2 separate regions of the Sus scrofa genome follow, and region 2 is linked to region 1. A link is a contact called in public targeted proximity ligation data. All regions are on one chromosome and are shown on one strand. The core of a region is the stretch at or near the end of the contact, and the rest is flanking DNA. Distances in the headings are between cores, read along the strand shown.

The links.
Region 2: a targeted proximity ligation map of alveolar macrophages shows a contact between it and region 1. A contact is called at or near these places in 1 of 5 promoter capture datasets (liver), 3 of 47 Hi-C or Micro-C datasets (embryonic fibroblasts, heart right ventricle and skeletal muscle) and 2 of 2 datasets of targeted methods (alveolar macrophages and skeletal muscle).

The regions. Positions count from the first base shown.
Region 1 is chr5:7,787,154-7,790,145 of Sscrofa11.1, reverse strand. The region is part of intron 2 of MKL1 (MKL/myocardin-like protein 1); the gene reads right to left. Among named protein-coding and RNA genes, the nearest start is that of MKL1, 37 kb to the right of the region's middle.
Region 2 is chr5:7,915,821-7,918,916 of Sscrofa11.1, reverse strand. The region is part of intron 4 of MKL1 (MKL/myocardin-like protein 1); the gene reads right to left. Among named protein-coding and RNA genes, the nearest start is that of SGSM3, 100 kb to the left of the region's middle.

The DNA of each region.
Region 1 (2,992 bases), core at 291-2,790:
AGTGCTGCTGCGAAGGTATTTTGTAGATGTGATTAACATTCATAATCAATTGACTTTAAGTAAAGATTATCCCAGATGATCTGGGTGGGCCTCGTTTAATCAGTTAAAAGGCCTTAAGAGCAGAACTGAGATTTTCCAGAAGAAATTTCACCTGTGGATACCAACATCCACTCCCGCCGCTGCCGCCGAGCGTTCCAAACTGTCTTTTCTGTCAGCCTAGCCTATGATGCTGCAGTTGCCTAGCCAGCGTCCCCCCCACCCCCGCCACCCCAAATCAGATAAAGAATAAATCCTTGTAATAAGTCCCTTAATCTCCTACTTGTTCTGTTTCTCTGATTGAACCCTGACTGATAAAGATTTTGGTATCTTGAAGTGGGATTGCTGCTATAACATATTCTTTTAAACATGGAAATGGCTTTGAAATTAGATAACGAGTAGAGGCTGGAAGAATTCTGAGACGCAGGAATGGATAAGCAATGAGGTCCTGCTGTGTAGCACTGGGAACTATGTCTAGTCACTTATGATGGAACATGATAATGTGAGAAAAAAGAATCTATACATGTATGTGTAACTGGGTCACCTTGCTGTACAGGAGAAAACTGACAGAACACTGTAAACCAGCTATAATGAAAAAAATAAAAATCATTATATACTTTAAAAAAATAATTCGGAGAAGCATAATTTCAAAAGCCTAGACTGCCTTCAACAAACTGTTGGTAGAAATAGAGACCCTGAAGGCGATTCTGGTGAGAACTCAGAGGGAAGTGAGAAGCACAACACAGAAAGCCTATACTGTTTTAGAGACTATAAATGTCATCAAAAACAGAAGGCTCGTAAAAAACACGAACACTAAAGGTGCTTCTGGTAAGGTCTCAGAAGAAAATGAGGAATGTTATTAGGAACTGGAGGAAAGGAGTTCCCCTTGTGGCTCAGTGGTTAACGAATCCAACTAGGAATGATGAGGTTGCAGGTTCGATCCCTGGCCTTGCTCAGTGGGTTGAGGATCCGGCATTGCCATGAGCCGTGGTGTAGACTGCAGACTCGGCTCAGATCCTGCATAGCTGTGGCTCTGATGTAGGCCAGTGGCTATAGCTCCAATTAGACCCCTAGCCTGGGAACCTCCATGTGCCGCGGGAGTGGCACTAGAAAGGGCAAAAAGACAAAAAAAAAAAAAAAAAGGAACTGGAGCAAAAGGGATCCTTTTCAGACAATGGCAAAAAAAAAAACTTAGCTGAATTTCGTCCTACAGTTGTGTGAAAAGCAGAACTTGGATATTTAGCTAAGGGGATTTTCAAGCAGCAAGTTGAAGGTGCAGGCTGGTTTCTTCTGGTTGCTTACAGCAAAATGCAAGAGGAAAGAAAAATTGATGGGCTAAATGTCAAACAAAGGAAACTAGTATGTGATGATTTGAGAAATTCTCAGCTTATCTAGACCACAAAAAATGCTAAAATTAGGAGACGCTAGTAAGAAAGCACTGCTGTGGCGAGGAAAGCCAAGAGTGTGGCTGGACAACATTTTACTCCTGCTGAAAGATCACACATGTAACTCAGGGGCCCTCAACCAACCGTCTAAGCGGAAGCTAGGAAGAGACAGGCGATTATCCAGGGAAGATCTACGGAGGAGCCTCCTGTCTAATGACAAGAACCCCTTTCCATCTGGCGGCAGCCATCATGTAAGCCGAGATGGGCGCCTACGCGTACCTCCAGGAGCTATGGAGGAAGAGGCTTTCTCCTCCAGTGCACTGCCGGCAGTCCCACCAGCCCTCAGCGTCTCACAGGGCCCCCCACCTCAACTGGCCTGATAAGGCTCGCAGGCTGGGTACAAGGCCAGGTAAGGTCATCAGATTCATGTGCCACCATGGCAAGCCTAAGGGTGCCACCATGGCAAGCCTGTCCACCCCATGGTGTCAACCAGCTGAAGTCTGCCCGAAGCCTTGAGTCTACTGCCGAGGTCCTAAATTCTTACTGAGTTGGTGAAGCTTCTATGTACAAATTCTCTGAGGTTATCCTCATTGATCCATTCCATAAAGCTATGAGAAGAAATCCTGACACCCAATGGAGCATCAAACCAGTCTACAAGCACAGGGAGATGCGAGGGCTGACTTGCTGGCAGAAAGAGCTGTGGCCTCGAGAAGGGCCTCAAGTTCCACCACACTACTTGTGGTTCTCGCCACACAGCTTGAAGAAGATGCAATAGTCTCCTACTTCACCGATACTGCTGATACAAGTACTGTTTATAAAATTCTTACCTAGTGGATAAGCAATGAGATCCTACTGTATAGCACAGGGAACTGTATCCACTCACTTGTGATGGAACATGATAGAGGATAATGTGAAAAAAAGAATATATATAGATATGTATGACTGGGTCACTTAGCTGTATGGTAGAAATTGACAGAACACTGTAAATCAGCTATAATGGAAAAAATAAAAATCATAAAATCATAAAAATTCTTACCTAATAAACAATATAGGACATTCATGTCTGCTTAAAAAAAAAAAAAAATCCCTGAGACATACATACATAGGAGACTCAAAAGGTTTCTGAGACTCTTACATAAGCAGAAACACGCCAGCCAGCTTGGCCTGAAAGGGACAGAAAGAAAACAAAGCAAAGGAAGCCTGTTGGACTACCAAAATTCTACAGGCAATTTAACTACTAATAAAACCACACAGCAACCACGTGCTACCCTTCAAGAAAAAGTGAAGATAATTCCAGGAACAGTCTTGGGTCCCGAAGCCAGAGTCCCAGAGGGTGGCATCTCTAGCTACAGAGGATTACTCCTAGGCTTTGCAACCTAAGAGATTTTCTGCTGAATTTTAAAATCGGTGGGACCAGTGACACACTTATTCCTTGCATTTTCTCCTTTTTGGAATGGGAATGTCTAAAAGCTGGGAACACATAACTTACTGTCTAGTTTCCCAGGTCCACAGACGGAAAGAAATTTTGCACCAAGAGGGATCATACCCAAAGTCTCACCTATACCTGATTT
Region 2 (3,096 bases), core at 282-2,781, 130 kb before region 1:
AAAAGCTAGTATATTATAATCCAGTAGCCCAAGGACTGTAGGATTTTCCCACTCACCATCTCCCCAGGTTTAGGAAAGACATCTCCAAAGTAAATGGATAAGTAACTATCAGAGAGGTCCTGTTAGATGAATTGCAACTTTGTATTTCCTTAAGTTTGCGTGATCAAATTTGCCAGTGAAACATTTCATTACTGCAGGTTTTGCACAAAATTTTACGAAACAAACCTGCACTAAGTTAAAGCAGAACTGAAATCAATGCCTCTTCTGACCACTTCAGGAATGATTTCTGTGTTTTCCTATCATAGAATCCTTTTTATTTAGACATCTGGCTCCTTCAACACACACCATGGGTCAGAGGGGACATTCCAGCTCCAACACTAAAATGCAAGTCTAATGCAAAGTGATCAATTACCCAGTTACCACATACACCATCCTTCCAGCATAATTCTGAGTGATGCAGAGTGCCACTCTTTTCAGCAGGATGCTTATTTTTAAAATGTCTTGGATACTTGTGGCTTCCTTTCTCCTGCATGTTCAGATCATCCCCGTATTAATAATACCCCTCCCTAAGAAGTCTCACCCTAGGCAGTTGTTTTAGAAAAGTGCATTAGGCTTGTCTGACACACTGTGTGATCCACAAGCAAGACCCCTCTTTCTCTGGCTCTTCTGACTCTCTGGGGCATGAAAACAGCCAGAACTACAGCAACAGCTGGGGATCATTAAACTGACAGAAATAGCTTAGGAGACTCCATTGGTGTGTTGAGTGGGGGGAGGAGAGGCTCAGTATCAGATTTAAAAGAAATCAAAAGGGCAACAGGAAAGGGGGTGGGGATAAGGTGAAGCCTAACTAGAGTCACACCCAAATTTCCTTTACACAGCCGAAGGGATGCACTGAAGCAAAGGAAGGGACAGGTGACTGCAGCCTAACTTGCCTAGCCCCAATCTACTCTCGGATGGAAGGTTTAGTCAAACCTAAAAATGTAGGTCAATGAAGACAGGCTGGGGGAGGGGTGGGAGAGGAGCTGTGGCATTGCAAAGGCTAACCCTGGGTTATCCCCAGCCTGGAGGAATTACTTAGAGGATCTGAGTCAATTCTGGGGCTGTGCAGACAATAAAAATCAACTCCAAGATGGGGTAGGGGCAAGGGGAATGAGAATATATGCCGACTTCTCAGTGGACTCAGAGACCAAACCAATCCCAAGGCATCCCCTTGACTGGGGAGGACCAAAGACTAGATGAAACGCAGGCTCTCGGGCTGTTCATGCCAGAGCACAGCCACCAATGTTAGCTTTGGAACCTGGCAGGCCTCCGAAGGTCAGTACAGGAATGTGCCATCTGCCTGGCCCACTGCCCGAGTGGGTTCAGCACATATCTGAATGCTCTAGAGGAGCTTTAGTCAGATCACCCCATGTGAGTGGGTCTGCATATCCTGATCTATGCCTTCAAGTCTGGTTACTCCCAGGATCCTAGGGTAGGAACCCTCTCCATTCCCACACTTGCTAGGTTGTCCTTAAGTATCATTAAGGCCTCTCCCACCAAGACATTTTCTTTATAACTCATCTTAAAGGAATGCAGTTTCAGACAGTTCCCCACCTGCAAGCCTGAACAGGAAATGATTCGATTGCAGATATTATGACTGCAACTCTCTTTGGCAAGAGTGTTTAGTAACTGTGAGATTTCATGAACTTCAGCTGAACATTTTATTTGATGCAGCTAATGATTTACTAGAGAAGGCTCCAGGTCGACACCTGTTTTCAACAAAGAGCAACCACTGCACTAGCCTCCTTCTAGAATGGCTCGCTCCTTTTCTAACCCACAACCCGTGCAGGAAAATCTCCTAAAGTCTATTTCCAAACCTCATTTTCTAAAATGAGTCCAAAAACCTTATAACGGTTCATTCTGAATGTTTTAAGTTAGTGTCAAGAAGGGTAGAGGATACACAAAAATAAACAGATTTATAGTTTACACGCACACACACACACACAATCACACAGTTCATGTTAAGACTGTATAATATCAAAGAGGATCTATTTTAACCAAACTACTATGACTATAATCACTCCTCAGTGTGTGCAGCCTTGGTGGGAGTACATTGCATCCATACATTTCTCAGTAACCTTTAAGACAGTAAATTCTTCACCTAAAATACAAAAAACTAGTGTCGTAAATATAATCCACCACTTATTTTGTACATGCCTTGGTAAAAAGTAAAAGGTAGGAAGTGAGAAGGAAGGTAGCCCTAGACATTTATCACACTTTACAGAGCTACTTTCACACATATGATGCTATCTGACCCTGTGAGTTAGGACAGCAGATATTATACCCACCACACAATGAAAGAAACTGGTTTTCTAAGCTTAGAGCCACTTGTTCCAAGATCCCTACTGGCAAGATCAAACCAAGAACTTCAGGTTCTTGACTCTGAGCTCAGTGCTGAGTCCTAGCTTCCTACCACAAAAAGGCTTCTGCCCTCAAGGAATTAATCAATGGCACCAATGGCACCAAATGCCTTGGCTAGTGTTTCTCAGATGTACCAAGTTTCTTCCAGGTAAGAATTTTCACCAATCTCCTGGCCCAACATCATATCCTAAATCTAATGCAAGATATTATGTGAAAAGGCTATTTATTAATATCACTGACAATTAAAAGATGCAAGTTTGTTTTGAAGGCTGTAATTATTAATATGAGACTGAATAAAACTGAATAGGGGAGTTCCCGTCGAGGCGCAGTGGTTAACGAATCCGACTAGGAACCATGAGGTTGCGGGTTCGGTCCCTGCCCTTGCTCAGTGGGTTAACGATCCGGCGTTGCCGTGAGCTGTGGTGTAGGTTGCAGACGCGGCTCGGATCCCGCGTTGCTGTGGCTCTGGCGTAGGCCGGTGGCTACAGCTCCGATTCGACCCCTAGCCTGGGAACCTCCATATGCCGAGGGAGCGGCCCAAGAAATAGCAACAACAACAACAAAAAAGACAAAAGACAAAAAAAAAAAAAAAAAACTGAATAGGACAGGGTGCTGAAAATATATCTGTCGGTTTGGAATAAATACCACATTTTGCTATGGGCATGATACTGCCCTCTAGTGCACAGTAACCTCAGT